5 separate regions of the Mus musculus genome follow, and all the other regions are linked to region 4. A link is a contact called in public Hi-C, HiCAR-type and HiChIP or PLAC-seq data. All regions are on one chromosome and are shown on one strand. The core of a region is the stretch at or near the end of the contact, and the rest is flanking DNA. Distances in the headings are between cores, read along the strand shown.

What was found. A called contact is a pair of places that touch in the nucleus more often than the background predicts. HiCAR-type assays count read pairs that join an accessible place to other places. HiChIP or PLAC-seq counts read pairs in DNA pulled down with a chosen protein or histone mark.
Region 1: a Hi-C map of the N1E-115 cell line shows a contact between it and region 4, with 15 times the contacts expected there. The contact joins two enhancer-like sites. A contact is called at or near these places in 2 of 484 Hi-C or Micro-C datasets (the N1E-115 cell line and embryonic stem cells) and 7 of 115 datasets of contacts at active chromatin or transcription factors (SST interneurons, astrocytes, differentiating embryonic stem cells and 4 more).
Region 2: a contact with region 4 is called in an H3K27ac HiChIP or PLAC-seq map of SST interneurons, with 6 times the contacts expected there. The contact joins two enhancer-like sites. A contact is called at or near these places in 3 of 39 promoter capture datasets (hippocampal neurons and liver), 6 of 484 Hi-C or Micro-C datasets (the HPC-7 cell line, cortical neurons, muscle stem cells and 3 more), 7 of 115 datasets of contacts at active chromatin or transcription factors (SST interneurons, astrocytes, embryonic basal ganglia and 4 more) and 2 of 9 other capture datasets (embryonic tail and embryonic trunk).
Region 3: a contact with region 4 is called in an H3K4me3 HiChIP or PLAC-seq map of embryonic limb bud, with 5 times the contacts expected there. The contact joins two enhancer-like sites. A contact is called at or near these places in 1 of 484 Hi-C or Micro-C datasets (adipose-derived mesenchymal stem cells) and 4 of 115 datasets of contacts at active chromatin or transcription factors (embryonic basal ganglia, embryonic limb bud, embryonic stem cells and 1 more).
Region 5: a contact with region 4 is called in a HiCAR-type map of astrocytes, with 2.6 times the contacts expected there. The contact joins two enhancer-like sites. A contact is called at or near these places in 2 of 15 datasets of contacts at CTCF or cohesin (large pre-B cells and pro-B cells), 7 of 484 Hi-C or Micro-C datasets (the AtT-20 cell line, B cells, the G1E-ER4 cell line and 4 more) and 2 of 115 datasets of contacts at active chromatin or transcription factors (astrocytes and large pre-B cells).

The regions. Positions count from the first base shown.
Region 1 is chr7:115,864,677-115,867,664 of GRCm38.p6, forward strand. All of the region lies in intron 2 of Sox6 (SRY (sex determining region Y)-box 6), which reads right to left. Among named protein-coding and RNA genes, the nearest start is that of Sox6os, 170 kb to the right of the region's middle. Within about 2 kb of position 1,490, at least 65 of the 459 cell types and tissues checked have an H3K27ac peak or open chromatin away from gene starts, as enhancers often do. A contact at or near this core is called in the N1E-115 cell line, astrocytes and embryonic forebrain, where this site is marked.
Region 2 is chr7:115,749,679-115,752,843 of GRCm38.p6, forward strand. All of the region lies in intron 4 of Sox6 (SRY (sex determining region Y)-box 6), which reads right to left. Among named protein-coding and RNA genes, the nearest start is that of Gm51455, 250 kb to the left of the region's middle. Within about 2 kb of position 1,628, at least 43 of the 459 cell types and tissues checked have an H3K27ac peak or open chromatin away from gene starts, as enhancers often do. A contact at or near this core is called in SST interneurons, astrocytes, muscle stem cells and 3 more, where this site is marked.
Region 3 is chr7:115,935,623-115,938,831 of GRCm38.p6, forward strand. The region is part of intron 2 of Sox6 (SRY (sex determining region Y)-box 6); the gene reads right to left. Among named protein-coding and RNA genes, the nearest start is that of Sox6os, 95 kb to the right of the region's middle. Within about 2 kb of position 1,444, at least 6 of the 459 cell types and tissues checked have an H3K27ac peak or open chromatin away from gene starts, as enhancers often do. A contact at or near this core is called in embryonic limb bud, where this site is marked.
Region 4 is chr7:115,215,715-115,219,132 of GRCm38.p6, forward strand. No RefSeq gene overlaps it. Among named protein-coding and RNA genes, the nearest start is that of Gm34282, 85 kb to the left of the region's middle. Within about 2 kb of position 1,802, at least 140 of the 459 cell types and tissues checked have an H3K27ac peak or open chromatin away from gene starts, as enhancers often do. A contact at or near this core is called in the N1E-115 cell line, SST interneurons, astrocytes and 6 more, where this site is marked.
Region 5 is chr7:116,130,910-116,134,368 of GRCm38.p6, forward strand. Plekha7 (pleckstrin homology domain containing, family A member 7) reads right to left here. Exons shown (of 27, transcript NM_001305185.1): 24 at 1,712-1,867. Among named protein-coding and RNA genes, the nearest start is that of 1110004F10Rik, 39 kb to the left of the region's middle. Within about 2 kb of position 1,357, at least 38 of the 459 cell types and tissues checked have an H3K27ac peak or open chromatin away from gene starts, as enhancers often do. A contact at or near this core is called in the N1E-115 cell line and astrocytes, where this site is marked.

The DNA of each region.
Region 1 (2,988 bases), core at 240-2,739, 650 kb after region 4:
AGTCTCAAACCTCCAACTCCCTGGACCAAGTTCAGCTTCAACCAGAGAATCACGATGAGACAACAGAGAAGAAAAATAAAGGTGTCTGAGATCATCAAAAACAGTCTTTTTTGTTTATAAAATGCAACACTCCTTTCTTTATTCTTTTTAGCTCTCTACACAGAGAGAGGGAGAGGGAGAGGGGGAGGGAGAGGGGGAGGGAGAGGGAGAGGGAGAGGGAGAGGGAGAGGGAGAGAGAGAGAGAGAGAGAGAGAGAGAGAGAGAGAGAGAGAGAGAGAGACTAATATAGAAGGAAAAGAGAAGTCATTCATTTCACTGAACTACAAGTATTGTGACCCTGGGAAGGGTGATTTGGCTTTGAGGATTTTAAAGAAATGGTGCTGTATTCAGTCTTTTTCTATCACCATCCCCATATACAAAGCCCTAGTAGATCCTAAAATTGTGGCATTTTCTTACGTACATAAAAAAATTGAACTGCTATTGCAGCAACATCTAAACAGTTTCCTGTAAACTTTCTGTGATGGAAGTCATAGAATTTATGGTAAAACCCTGTGGAGTGCGGAGACAAATTTCTTTCATATTTATCATTCATTTTATTCTGTGTGCATTTTAAGGAAAACCTTTTAAGGGTACCAATAATGCAAGAAAGCGACAACAACTAAATTTATTGTTAAGTATCACATCACTGGTCCTCCGGGAGCTCGAAGAGAAAGCTTAAATCAAGCTCCACACGCTGGAGAGGTTCCCAGAGATGTGCTGGCCCAGAGGCAACCCATCCAGAGCACACTGGGATCTCAGGACGGTGACAAAGAAATACTACTCTCTCAACTGAAGCAGGTTGGGGACAGCCCTTTCCCTTCTCTTTTCTTTTCTTTCTTTTCTTTTCTTCTTTCTTTCTTCCTTTCTTTCTTTCTTTCTTTCTTTCTTTTTCTCTTTCCTTCTTTCTTCCTTTCTTTCTTTGGCATAGTACAAATTCTCTCCCCCAAATCCTCCCCTCCTCCTGTTTCACCTGACTAAACTGTAGGTATTTGTCCCATCACCTGACTTAGGGGCTGGCTGGCTTGAAATATTAGAGAGAGGGAGAAAAAAGAACACAATCTACCATTGTTTCCCCAGACAACGACCTTTCATGTCCTTGAGGCTCACCATGACCTTTTCATCTTTCCTATCCCAATGGTCTCTCCTAACAACTAAAACTGCACTCAGTTGGGCTGAATTCCAGATTGTCATAAAAAGAACCCTGTCCTTTCAAAACAAAACCAATTTTTACACCAAGGTGGGGGAGAAACACAAGTCCATTGTTCCCTCCCAGATGGAAGTTGGAGTTACTAAGGCAACTGCTCTAATCCTCCTTTTTACCACCTTTTTCACATCGCTGGCCTATCAAGTATGCTACCTTTTAACTCATAAGCTCAAAAGCTGGTCGTCTAACTGGCTGCCCTAATTAGCTACGATTTTCACACTACAGACAACATGATGAGCTAATCGAAATTTGCAAAATAATGACGTACCTCCAGCAAATATTCCTCCTCCTGAGGCCCAGTCTTAGAATAACAATAATGAGAGCATTATTAGAGAAGGGCATTAAAATGCTGCACTGCTGCTAAACAGAGAACTTAATTGTTCTGGTCTTGTCCATTGAATCAACAACCTATTGTTGTGGACTTGAAAAATAAAGGACTTGAGAATGGGTGCCATGATGATTGGTCTGTGGCCATACCGGCACTCTGTGGAATTGTTTTCTTTTCAAACTCTTGATGGACTAGTAGCTTTGTTTAAAAGTAACATAAAAGGCGATTGTCTGGACTAAAAAAAAAAAAGTCCTATTTATTGAAATCCTTAGAAGCAGTTGCATGCATTTGTTCCTGACCCCTGAGATAAAAACACAGTGATCATAATACCACCATTTGTGGAGTCCTGTCACCACTGCCTACAGTAACTCGAGATAAGAGACTGTCTTTTCTAGCTACAGTAGGAAGGAAGGAAGTACTTCTGAGCAGAAAGCAGGAATGACGAAAGGTCAGATCCCGGAGAAAGCTCATTACTCTCTGAAGGGGGGACTTTAAAATAATGCGAGTCTAAGAACCCTGTGTAACTGCAAGTAAGAAGCACACAGCTTTTCCTCCCTGCCCACCCCACCCCCCAGCCCTTGAGATTCCTGCCTTTAGTGAAAGACAATTAAAATAAAATGATTATTAAACAACAGAGACGGCATGTCTGGGGCAACCTGGAGGACAAGAGACCTAAAAGCTTCCAGGTCTCTGTGCTTGTGCTCACCTCTGTCTGCAGCAGGAATAATAAAACCCTGGAGTTAAAGGTTAACTACTGTAGGATTCTTAGCAGAAGAAAAGCCCTGTTTACACATTGGAGAAGTGTCTTCCATATGGAGCCCTGGCTTGCTTTCTGTGAGGTCAGGCCAGGAGCTCCATGTGGAATGGTGGGGTGGGGATTGATTTTGTTCATAGTATTGGGGGGATCTATTTTTAAACCAAGTAAAATCTGTATTATATAAAAATGTATTACATTGTAAATAAGACCTCTTCCTTCATTCATCCTGTGCTCTGCTTCATTCGTCTTCATCTTGTTAGGCTAAATTAATTAACAATCTCGCTGCTGCACACTTTCTCTTTTCATTACATCAGATAATGGTGGGCATGTGGAGAATGCCCTCGCCACGGGAATTCTGCAACTGCAGGGCCAGGGAGAGTTTCTAGGTATCCGTGTAGTAAGATTCTCTTGTAAGTATTTATTCGGTGTGCCTTTTAGAGTTAACATTAAATTAAGCACCCAAATCCTTAATATATTATCATAAGAAAAATAGTTCCAAATAAAAGAAAAACTAAACTGAAAGGTGCAAGATACTTTAAACACACACATACACACACACACACACACACACACACACACACACACCCCACAACCAAGTCTCACTGTACATTTCACCTAAAATAAACTTTCCAAATTTGGCAGGTGTGTTTTCACAACGCA
Region 2 (3,165 bases), core at 378-2,877, 530 kb after region 4:
AAGAGGATTTAAAGATATGAGTTAAAAGAATTTCATAATCTTAATTTCAATTTCTCCTTTTCATTTAATAGTAGACATTCATTAGGACCCACACACTGTAATAAATTATAATAATTTCAAACAAGAATTAAATTACTAGGTACCTAGTGAAAGAGCCATTTTTTCTTAGGTACCCTGTAATCTAACTGTCAGATTTAAAATCTATTCCCAATCAACTCTTCACAACACTCACATTTATTCATCTATGTTAAATTAATAAAAGGTGTGAATAATGCTGACAAAATTGATCATTATTGTTCATGTAGATTTAGAAAATTATAAGGTAATCTAAAATGTAAAAGGAATTGAGAGAAACTATTAAGGTTCTTATAAATAAATTCATCCTATGCTATTTTTTCAAATCAAGACTGAAACTTCGATGAGACTTATTTAAATTGGCTACATATGCTATTTGATAAATTGTACAGTTTTAGAGCACAAACCGTTTTCATTATTTTTGACAAATATCAGTACAAAGACTCTACTATAGCCTTAGAGTGTAACAAATACTTTAGGAGCATATGGCAAGAGAATTCCAGAAAGTAAGAAGCTAATGGTATCCAGGGACCGTGTAGCTTGCTGAAGAAAAGATACAAGCACAGGGACTATCCAAGAGTCTCCCAGAAATAAACACTGCCCCTTCCTTTTCCTCTAGGTGTAGCAATGTAGGTAAGTTCACACTCAGTCCAAATCTATTCCAGAACATGTCAGTAGTACTCCCTGTGTGGACCCTGTTTGCATACTCCTGAGTGCTCCACCCTGTAACCCCGCTGACCCTCCCCTTTCTACTGGGCATCCCTGAAGATAGGGGAAGCATGGCGACATCTGTTCCCATTCACACCGATTTTAATTTACCAAAAGAGCTCCGCTATTTTCAGAGCAGACTCCAGAGCACAATGACAGATTTAGGGCCTTGGCTGAGGTTGCATTTCCAGTGTGTCAGCATTTCCTCCTCACAGAGAGTAAATTCCAGGGGGTCACAACAGAGGAATCGCTGAAATTCTAGCTTCAGAGAAGACACTTTTCCCACCCTACTTATTTTGTCCTAACTGGAGCCGCCACTGCGCTGCCCTATCTGGTGGGCACCAGTGGTGGCCTGCAGTAACTGGACTAAAGTTATCTCATCTTAAGCAAACGTGGAGGTCCTTTGGACCCTTCCTGTGAGGTTCTCCACACAATTATCTCGTCCAGAGCTGACTGAAATGTAATAGCTGTCGCATAACAATTTTATAACTACACATTTATAAAGGACTCATTTTTAAAACACAGCCACATGCCCTGCCTGTTTCATAATCGGATCGCAGGAACAGTTTTAAGTTACAGATATTCTCTCTAACCTAAGAGTTGCACAGTTACATGATTTTTTTTTATGGAGTGCTTTTTGCAAACAATTTAAATGCAAGTTAGGAAAGTCACTCACAGCCACACCACGGCAGTTTTCCTGGATAATCCAGAGATTTTCAAGGCACAATATGAACAGCAACTTGAGAGAAACAATGCCCAAGTTGTGTTGTGATTACTCAGACATGAGCAGCTGAGCAGAGAAGACGGGCAATGGAATGTGTGCAGCAATCAGCTCTGTTGACTAATCAGAATTTGAGACACTGGAAGGTAATAAGGGTATTATAAAGAATGGCTTATTGAAGGAGCAGCTGTTTATGTGCAGCTCACTAGACTGCCATGGTATGTTTTGGTGAAAATGTTTAACTCCTTTTAAAATGATCATTAGAGAAGAGACGACAGCAAGTACCAAGAGGCAAGTTTGGAAGAATCAAAACACCGAGATTTAACAGCTTTGGGACGGTTATCTGGGAGCTTGGAAATGGTCAGAAATGCCAGTCCCAAGGCGCTTTTAAAATTAAAAGTACTTTCTATTCGTTGTTGTTTATAAAAGCTTAGTAGTTAGGCCATCATCGTTACTAGACTGATACAGGCACAGGGTGAGGCAGGAATATAATGGGGAAATCCTCAGGGCAGAACAAAAAGAAAGAGGCCCCTGAAAACAGCCACGGGACAAACACAAACCAGAGACTGACTTGGAATTCAGAAATGGGCTTATTGCCTCAATAAACAGAAAGGTGGAGATGCCCATGTCAGTCACAATTTCAAGTTTCAAATGCTGGTTTTGCTCAAAATATAACTACTAACAGCCTCTCCTATTTTGATTTCAGAAGAGTAAATAATTTTTAAAACACCAGGGAAGAATGTAAAACAATATTTCATTTACTGATATTATTTCCACACAGTGACTATCACCCCAGCTGAACTGTTGGTCATACTGAGTGTTAGCTTTATGCCCAGCTCATTCAGCTTGTCCTTTTACTTTCTCCCGAGAAGCAACTGTCTGGCCTTGTTCTGCCCCAATCACTTCTGGAACAACAACAAAAACCCATAGTATACCATAAGAGTAACAAACATTTCACTGGCTTTCTATAATATAGCATTATGAACATTTCTTTCTGACAAGTGTTCAGTAATATTTTTAGGCAGTCAGCAAGCAGTCAAAACTCTGCTATCTTTTTGTAACAGTTCACATGTCAAACTGGCAAAGTGCCCACAGTATAAGGCTGGAAAAAAAAATCTATTTAATGTCTGCCCCACAAGGCAACATGAGGTTTGATTGGCAGAAAGTGGAGAGTGGCTTTTGATCGTGTGTCCTAACATGCAGTTCCAGCTCCTGTCTTCTCAGCTGATGGGCTCCACATTACCCATTCAAACAGCAGTGACAGAGCACTGCACCACTCCCCGGCTGCAGTCACACGCAGTGGGAGCTAGGCTGGGGACAGCGCCACTGATTAAATATATCACTTTTTCAAGACAAGCAGGTTGTCTGAATCAAAGTTGGACAGAATAGACTCAACATTATTAAAAGGGGATATAAAACTCGGATTGAGTGATGTTCAGCCAGTTTGCACAGCCTCGGGGATTCCTGAGCTGACAGGGAGAATAAGGAAGAGCAGAACTCATAAAACAGGGCCAGAAATTAGCTGTGACACCTCGCCTATTTTCCCATCACTTCAGGACCAGTGAGTTTCAAAATCCTGGAGTCCCCTTTTCCCTTTTTAACTTTCATTTTTAAAAAAAAATGAATTCAGCAAAGGAAGAAAAACACATGAAAGCGTGCTG
Region 3 (3,209 bases), core at 194-2,693, 720 kb after region 4:
AGTCACCACATCAGGAACTATGTTAAAGGGTCACAGCACTAGGAAGGTTGAGAACCACTGGTCTAGAGGGACCTTAGTTTATATTTCAAAAATGGGACAAAATAAAGAACAATTGGATCTTGGTTTCAGTTCTTTGTTTCCCAGAAAGCTGGAAAACTTTAATCTCAGCACTCAGGAGGCAGAGGTAGAAAGATCTCTGTGAGCTGGAGGCTAGCCTGCTCTGCAGAGGTAGTTCCAGGATAGCCAGGGCTACAACAGAGAAACTCCGTCTTGCAAAAACAAAAACAAAAACAAAAACAAAAACAAAAACAAAAACAAAAACAAAAACAAAAACAAAAACAAAAAAAAAGAATGACAGCAGCAACCACAGGCTACCTTAAAGAAGGTCTGTAGCCCCGGTCAGAACAGTGGAACTGCACAGAACTTAAGAGGCAAGTGCCAACTGTCACCTTCAACTTACCACACAGTGCAAACTAAAAGCAAAGCCACCATCAGTAAAACAAAGAAGGGACAGAGACAGGGAGCAAACAGAGGGAGAGAAGGCAGGAGGCAGGAGGCAGATCCACCACACTCGCTCGCATGAAAGGATGGGTTGCACTAGCTTCCCAACACCCAAAACTAAGCAAGACATGCTTTCCCTCGCATGCTGACTTAGACTTTCAAAGAGTCAAGGTGAGGGCTAAGAGGGAAGGCATGTCATCCCTGCCTTGCTGTGCCGGGCTTATTTCAGCTAACATGAATCTCTAATTTCATGCATTTTCCTGCAAATCACATCATTCTGTTCTTTGTTATGGCTGAATAGTACTCTGTCGCATAAACGCTACACATCATCTTTATGATGCCATCTCTTGATGGCTGTCTAGGCCGGCCCTACCTGCAGGACTGTAAAATCACTGCGATATGCATGGGGCACAACTCTCTCTGGGAGTGCTGACCTGGTGAGGAACTTTTCTAGAGTTCTCCCATACAATGCTACCATGAGCTATATGGGTGATTATTTTCATACACATCTTTATGACTCTTTACCCAGATAAAGTAAAATGATTCTCATTAGTTTTTCTGCAGAATCTACACTTCCTGGAATGTCTTTTAAAAAACACTGAATTAAAATAAATACACTTGCAATAAATCATAAGAAATTGTAGAAATCCTTTTAAATAACTGTTGCTTAATCCCAACAAGTATTTCCAAGTCTTGAAAAACAGTCCTAAAATCAATTTTGTGAGCTACAAAAAGCCTCCTATGTTAGCTGTCTCCTGTCCACACATCTCTCGCTATCTCTGTTTTTGCAGTTACTCATAATGTTGGAGGTAGAGATGTTGCCCCACCTCTTCAGCCATATTGCCTTCTCCAAGGCTCTGGATCCTTTAATACTCCTCTTGTCTGCTCCATATTATGCTCAGGTTTCTCAGTGTCCCCAGATGTTTCCCTTTAGCTGCCTGCCCTACAACTCTAGATTCATGGAAAAACCCACTTAATTAGTCATAAAACCAACACAGTCAGTGGGTTCACACAGTGCCATTACTAAGAGAAATTCCAGAATGATCCCTTCCCTTAAAGCTGTCAGTGTTCAGTGAATATGAACTTAAGCACATATTTTAACAGCCATTCATTCTAACTTGTGATGTGCACACAATAACAAAAGAAGACAGTATCCCACGAGGAATAATATATCTAAATTTCTATATTACTTAGCTTAATGAAACTGGAACATTTGTGGAAGGCATAAAAACCAAGCCATGGGCTTCTTATCAGCTTGCCCCAATTGAAAAATTAAAATTGTATTTCTGTTCAGTTCAAGTAGCTATAAGGGCAGAGACTGGATTCCATTAATGCTGCTGCTTAATTGTTCATAATGCCAGGCTTAAAAAGGGAAAAATAACAATTAACTGGCAAACATGCCTTGTGCTATGGCTGTGCATTCCAAAGCCCTAAAAGAGCCAGAAAAGAGAGGAAACAGAAAGCCTGGTGCTGTAGGGGGGCTATCACCTCTGCCCATGGGAAGCTGAGCTGTCCAGAGAAAACTCCACCTGCAGAAACTCTCTAGTAATAGTTAAAATTTAAACCCCTCCCGTGTACACACCTCCCTTCTCATCAAAGCACTGTGCCAAGCCCGTAGTGCTCAGCAAATAATAATAACAACAAGCACACATCATGGGGATTGTCTTTTTGACTGATAAAACATTAATGGTAAGTCTCTTTGCCAGTCTTTTATATGAAGTGAGGTTTTAGAAATGCATCTTTCTCAGTATAATTAACTCATGCCTTTGAAAACTCCCAGCAAGAAGTATGTAAGCAATACACTGAAAAGGAGAGAGGCTGCATGGCATGATTCTCCTGGCCGGCAACATCTAACTTGCATTGTGATGCTTTGGAACTGGCAAAAACTGATGAAATGATTATCCTCGTGTCAAAGTGCAAAATAACATACCAACATGCTTAGATAAAACTAAGCTAAGTAATACAGACTCAAAACACAAAATAGATGTCTAAGATTTCTCAGACTTCCTAAACTGGATAGTTATTAAAATGGATGCAGTAATCAATGACTATTTTGCTAAATTATGGGCAGCCTGTCTGTCATGTCCTGCTGTTAGCTGTGTACGAGTGTCTATTGGCACTCCCTCACCTATGCTTGAGACCATTACCCAGCTGAGACAAAGACTGAATTTGCCTTCTCTATATGCATTTGGTCCTTTCATTAAAAATTACTGTCACGTAAAAATACAGGGTAATGTTAAAGTCTCTTTTTGGTTAAAACAATCTCAGAAAGCAGCAGGGAGCAGTTCTCCCCAGGTCTCACTCTCCTTTCTCCAGTGGACACTGACCACATCAGCACTGACCCTTGTGTGGCCCACCATACCTTCAAATGCAGCTAATAAATCCAGCTTTACCACAGTCCTACAGAAATATGAAAGGACCATTATAGCATCTAAAAATGGAGCTGTTGGTGTAATATTAGTTTAGAGAAAACTATAAACTGGGTGATAAATCAAAAATTGTAATAATACTTTGCTTAGTTGCCAAAAGCATTACAATAGTTCTGATGTAATGTGTGCATTATCTTGGAAGCATCGGAGTGTTGCTAGGTAGGATTCAATGAGTCCTCCTCAAAGCCTCTGCTCTTGGGGCTGTGTTTTCAACAGCAAAAGATAATGATTGTATGTGTCCTTTGATTACAGCCTCCCCACCTGGTGCATGAACACCAC
Region 4 (3,418 bases), core at 552-3,051:
GGTAGGTAGGTAGGTAGGTAGGTAGATAGATAGATAGATAGATAGATAGATAGATAGATAGATAGATAGATACATGGTACTACTTTCTCCTGTGCAAGTAGCTATGATTGATAGCGTGACTGATTCTGAAATGATTTTAGCACTTAGGGAGCTAAAAGATGAAGGGAAATCTTGTGATAGTATGCAGATAATTGGAGCCTTGAATAATCCCTTACTATGCACTTGTAAAGCATCTACTGAATGCCAGGCTCGTTCCTGGTCCTTCGTATATCGTCATTCATTTCATACTATGACCAACTGTATGGAAAGCATGGTCGTTTTAGATTTAAAGATGAATAATATTGAGTATTTTTTTAAAAAAAAAAAGGGTTAAATAACTTCTGGCCAGCCAGAGTGCAATCAGATGCAGTAGTAATTTCAAGCTGAAGTTTTATCTGGTTCCAGAAAGAGAGACCTAAGAGAAAGACCATGAGGAAAGAGAGAAGAGAAGGGCCACGGGGAAAGAAGGTAGAGAGACTACGTGGAGAAACCCTGAGACAGTGTGTCCAGAAGAAGTCCTGATGAGCAGGTCACTGAGGGATTCACCATCAGTTCACCAGGAGAGAACAGACATAGGCAATGCTCGGACCAGAGCAAGATGGTGAGACTCAGCTTGAAGGTAAAGGGCCCTGGGGCTGAGCAACAGATAGCTTAGACTGTTAGAATAGATGAATACCTGCCAAGTCACAGAGGTTAAAGCTTGGTAATCAACTTAATAGATCTTTGTGTCAATTATTTGGGAAGTAGGACAAGAACACATACGACTTCAACTTTTAAATTACTACTACAGACAGGACTTCGGGCCCAAACAACACGTGTAATAGTTAAGACAAAGTAACATTAGGGCAAGTAAAAGAGAAAAAGGTTGAAGGCATGCCCTGGTCAGGGAGGTCAGACTCCAGCACAGATTAAGGTCTAACCAGGAGAATCAGAAATGGGAACATTCACTGTAAATTTTACATCTGATCCTTTCTGAGGAACCTTTTAACCCCAGGGGAAACCTTTTCAGACCTCCCAGGTGTCACCCAAGTAAGATATAGCACAAGGGTTCAAGAGGTCTGGTAGAATTGTTCCCACACAACGCAGTTCCGGAACACTCTGGAAACTGAGGCTTTAAGCAGATGCACCCAGAGTCGCTGCTCTGGCTCCCCAAGGACACTTCCAAGAGGCTTGCAGTTCTCATCTATGGACAGTAGGTGGCAGTAGGTCGTGAGAAATGTGGGTTCTCCTGGGCCCTGGCTATGGAGACCTAGCCTGCAGAAAAACGCGGCTGGGCTTGAGTTGCGCCTGGGAGCACACCCCCCGGGGGGGGGGGGGGGGGAGTGGGCCGCACTGCCCAGGTCAGCGAGGATCTTGCGGGTGGGGGCTCCATTGGCTCCTGCAGCGTTGTAGTCATGGGGAGTTCCCAAAGAGCGCCCAACCCATCCTGCCTCCCCCATCAGACCTTGTGCCAGGCGTGGATTCCCCTGCCTGGGCAGACAACCTGGTTTTGTTGTTGTTTGGTGGGAGAGGGGAGCGCGGAGGGAGCACAAAAGTTTACTTTTTATTTTCTAAGCTAAAGAATAAACCTCTGTTCAGGGGGACATGGCTGTATCCATATAGCTCACGTCTGGCTGCACAGAAGTGAGGTGTGCTTTTTCCTTCCCGTGGTACCAATGCCTGATGGGGTTCCCTGGGGGAGACACCTGTTTTATCCAGACCTCTGGTCTGCACTTACAACAAGGATCTCATGGCGCTGTTGTCTTGACCTTAGTAGCAGCCAGCTTTGCACCACTTGGATGCAGTATGTCCCAGCAGGGCAGTGGCTGAGAAGCTGCAAATATGATTCTCTCAGGACCTGGCCTCTTGGCTCTACCAGGACCTGGGCATTAGCCTACCCAGGCTGGATCTAGACCTCTGAATACTCTTTCATTTAACACCTGCACAAATCCTGCCATCCTCCCTTCCACCCCTCCCACATTGAAAGAGTCTCTCTCTCTCTCTCTCTCTCTCTCTCTCTCTCTCTCTCTCTCTCTCTCTCTCTCTCTCTCTCCTGGCAAACTCTTACAGTTGCCATAAGGCAAGTGGAGACTGAACACGGAGATCTCTGGGTGAGTATTTGTTAAAGGTTACAGAGCCAGTAGTCCAGTGCCTGACCTCAAACCCCAGGCTTCAAGGCATCCTTCACCTCCCACCCCTCTGCCTGCCAACAACAGGGCTGCTTCCGGGGCTCCCGGGCCAGGCCAGCCAAGGAAGCACAGACAGCCCCAGTGCATCTTTCTCTCTCGATCAGTGGGCAAATTAATTCACGCTATCTTTACATTATGTATAATGCTGCATGATTTTATTTTGCTTCATTCCCGAAATCTTTTACAGTAATTAGTAGCCGAGTAAAATATAAAAATTAATGCAATATAACACTTTAATGGTAATAATACACCATCCTGTCTAATTAATAAAATCTGTTGTTTCCAAGCACGGTTATTTATTTGACAAATTGATGGCACACATCCTGTTCATATCCCCTTTCCCGGCTCCCATCCTTTCAGTTTATTGAATAAAATTGTATCAGGAAAATAAACAGATTGTCTTCTGACCTGACAAGCGAGTGAGGAAAAACCCCTCACTCACACAGCCCTAATTGTTCTCAACAATATTCGCTAACATGCATCAAGAGGGCTTGGAAATGAAGCCTCATTTCCTAGCTCCTGTATTTTTTCCATTTAATTTAAATCTTTATAATTGTGTCTTCTTATTTTTTAGGGACTGGGGACCTAGCGAGTTTGAGGGGTGAGCTTTGTCCCTGTGGGCTGTCATTCTGATGGCCTTAACAAGCAGGGATGGTTCCCACTCTGCATAGAGATCAGAGTGGAGAGCTAGGCTCTTCTGAGCCCTGGTGGAGCACACTGAAGTCACCTCCAATGTGGCAGAAGAGGACCAGATAGGGAGCCGGGGACAGTCATATTGGAGGACTGTCATTAGGGATTAAAAGGGACATGGAAGGAGGGGTTCGGGCAGGATTCTGAGGCTTGGTGACGTCTGCTGGTGGGAGTGGAGCAGGGAACAATGTCCAGCCCGAGCGAGCATGTGCCGTTGGAACAGAGTGCTGATCTAATTACAGAGCCACTCTGTGCTCCCTCTCTCATGTAAGACAGGACGTTTATATGCTAAGTGTGAAAACATGAAAGCCTTAAGCTATAAATAGAACGGCAGAGATGGAGGGAGACGCACACAGAGGAAGAGAAGGCAGAAAGAGGAAGTAAAGGAGAGACTTGCCCCTTGCAGGTTAATTTCTAGCGTTTTTCCCTGAAAGAAAAATGATGTGCTGTGGTTGGTGTTCAGGAAGAGCCCCCGTCACCAGCTTTTAAGCTACATTTACTGCAAGAGAAAAGGCCCCCAA
Region 5 (3,459 bases), core at 107-2,606, 910 kb after region 4:
ACCTAACGGATGAAGACTGATGGTCCTCTCTTCAGTTCTCCACCTGCCCCCAGCCTGACTCTGCAGGTTTATCTAAGTTACCTTTCCTAAAAGCTCTCTCATTCTTTCCTCTGGGACAGTGCTCTGGTGACAAGGCCCCTCCCCCATGCTATATACAGATTCAGTCTTCATAGCACCCCATTCCTGCAAGAATGTTAAATTTGTGCATTTGAGAGATGGCTCAGTAGGTAAGCTGCTTGCTGCCAAGGCTAATGACTCAAGTTTGATCTTGGGGACCCACATGGTAGGAAAGAACCAACTCTACTGGTTGTCTCAGTACATTTTAAATTAAAAAAAAAAAAGTTAATTTTGTTTTCCCCCAGCACCAGTGGGAATCCCTGTTTTTAACCTGCTAGCTAAAGTTCTGAAAACCTCTGTCCACGCTTTTAGGAATATTTAAGCTTGCGATTTTCAAAATGTCATCTTAATTTGCCTCAAGATAGTTTTCTTCCCCCTTGACTAGGTGGATTTTGGTCTCAGTAGCAGAACTGAACCCATGTGGCCCTTCAGTTTGTTGAAAGGTGGCAAGAAAAAAATCTGTCATCCGACCAGGACAGATCTAGAGTAGGAAGTAGACTGCATTGTAGCAGGAGGATTTAGGTTAGAGATAAGGAAGGACAGCAGAGGGCAGCCTCGCATTGCCAAGAGCACATGGAGGCTCTTTGTGAATAAGAAAGCCGCCAGACTGTTGGCAGCTACTGTTTAGGCTGTCAGAGAAAAAGACCTGGGGCAGGAGGCTGAATTTACTGACTGCAAGAACCAAGAACCTAGAAACTCAAGTACCGAGTTACCTACAGTGTTCTCTTTGTTCTCAGAGCTCCTTTCCCCCATGAATCCCTAACCATTCAAAGGGAAAAACAAAACAAAACAAAAACCTGCAAATGGATCTGCCCTGTCTCTTGAAATGGGAGGGCTAGGTATGTAGTTCTATGTACTTGGCATGTGTGAGACCCAGATTTTAACACACACACACACACAACCACAGTGGCAAAGTTCCCCCTCTACCTAAGTAGGGCACCTGTGGAAGACTTAGAATCTCACCCAAACTCAGCCTACACCTGGGAAAAATGCAGCAGGCCAAGTTCCTACACAAATGTTTTGGGGCACTGGAAATTCATATAACAATGTCTTCCACCAGCAGACATTTATAGCATGCCTACTGCGTGCCATCCTAGTGCTAGGGACACAAAGGACTGAAACAGCTGCAGACACTGCCCACAGACCACAGGTGACCAGAGATGTCTAGAAGACTGCCTGGCACTCCCTCCCTCCCTTCCTTTCTCCTGCCTTGTTTTCCTAGGCCTGACCTGTCATGAGGCAAGTGGGCCACTAGAGGGCAGCAGAAGAGTTCAGATCGAAATTGGCTCCAGTCCCGGCTGGAAATGTCTCCTGTGACTTTTCAGACCTGCCCTGTATTTTCCCACCACGTATGATAGTCTGCCTAAGAGGTCATTTTCGAGGGCCACCACTAATGATCCAGGGAACATTTTCTAATCCTCTTGGGAACATGCTGAGTCACTTAATTCTCCCCACATCATCAGAAATAGGCTTAAGTGTGATTTAGAACATGGACGCCTTTACGATCTCAAGCGTCCGGACCTTCCTGGGCAACAGTGAAGCTGAACCCTGCCTGGTGACTTCTAGAAAGCATGAAGGAAGCCCCTATCCTCACCTCTCTGCTGATGTCCAAGTCATAGTCTTGTGGCTCCAGGTCCAACTCCATGACAGGTGTGGCTTGCACTTTCAGCCAGCCCTCCTCTTTGTCTTTTCTGTCCCCCTGAGCAGCCCGTTCCAGCAGCTGCAGGTCAAACTCTTGTTCTCGCTTCCACTGGCAACAGAGGAGAGGGTTAACCTCACTTTCCGACCCATTCAAGAACCACACAGGGCCCTGAGGCCTAAGGACCTGGGAAGACGGACTTTTGAGACATTAGGCAAGTGTCATAGCTGTGTTGTGTGTGTGTGTGTGTGTGTGTGTGTGTGTGTGTGCGTGTGTGTGTGTGTGTGTAACTGAAAACTGGCCTCTGCCTTCGTCCTGTGGCCTCTTCCACACTGCTGGCTGTGCTCTGATCTAGGACCTCTGAGTATTCAAATGTGCATCCGTAGGGTCCTGGAGGAAGACCCATGACTTTAAGCCTACAGTGGTCCACAGGGACCCAGCAATTGGTAGAGAGTTCCAATCAGTACCAAGGAGTTGGTTGACCACCAGTGTTGCAAACTGCCGTGGAAAATGATAACCATTTGAGATAAGACAGTTTCCTTAAAATAGAAAACAAACTAAAAGTGAGATCAGAGGGAATTGCTCCAAGGCTGTTTCACAGTGGCAACTTTGTATCAATGTCTCTTCCCAGGAGGGAAAAATCTACCCAGGCACGTGTGCGCAGTTCCAAGATGGCTTCCTGTTCACTTCAGACCTCTGACCTTAAAAGAACAAAGGACTCTCTTGTGAGGATGAGACGATACTTAATGCCTCAGGTCACCTCCTCTCTCTCACTCCATTCATCTCACAGTACCCCAGCAGCCAAAGATACCTCACAACCACCCCGACCCGATCCTGTCGCCATGTCAGCACGCTCCACACATTCATGCACAAGCTCGGGTCCTCCGTAGCAAACCAACAGAATTGTGTGTGCTGATGGTTTTCCAATTACAGTTTGGATGACTTAGGCAACTGAAGTCCAGGGATAAATTTAATGGTTCACAAAGAAAACACACAATTCCTTACACGCTCACAAGTGCTCAAAAAGAGACAAGTCCTCATTTAAACCCAGCCTGATTGCTTCCACAAACAGCAAAAGTTCACCGCACTCTGCAAACTACCCTGCGGAAGAACCACGCCAATCCGTAATGGGAAGCAATATGTTTATTGGCGCTGACGAGACTTACACAAGCCTTTTTTTCCCCCAAAGAAAAAGCACAAAGGATTGGAGTTGTGGATCGGAAATACTCTCTGTATCCCAGACAGCAGGTTGTAGAAAGTCAGGGTTCTGATGTTTACTTATAATACTTAAAAGTTAATGGGTTTATAGCTTTTAAAGACACTATTCTAGTCATTTGGTGACTAACAGCTGCAGAGAGGCCCTCTGAATACAGTTTATTTTGCTATCTATTCAAGTTACTAGATAAGAATTACAAAAGCAATAAGGAATTGCATGATGGGATAGGAGGAGTTACCACCAAATGGCTTCAGACTACGCACTCTCTAAAGCTGATATTTACTGTCCAGGGTAAGGCATGGATGGAATCGGTAAATCCCCAATGCCCAGACCACTGCTAATGACCGTGGTCCTCACAGAGCAGCTTTTTGGATGGGTGAATTATCAGTCAGCTGGCCTACACAAAGCAGGGCAGTGGGAAGGTAAGCAACACCTAGGGATGCCTGCTAGTCTAGGGAGCCAAGAGCTGCTAGTACAAGCCTGGTCA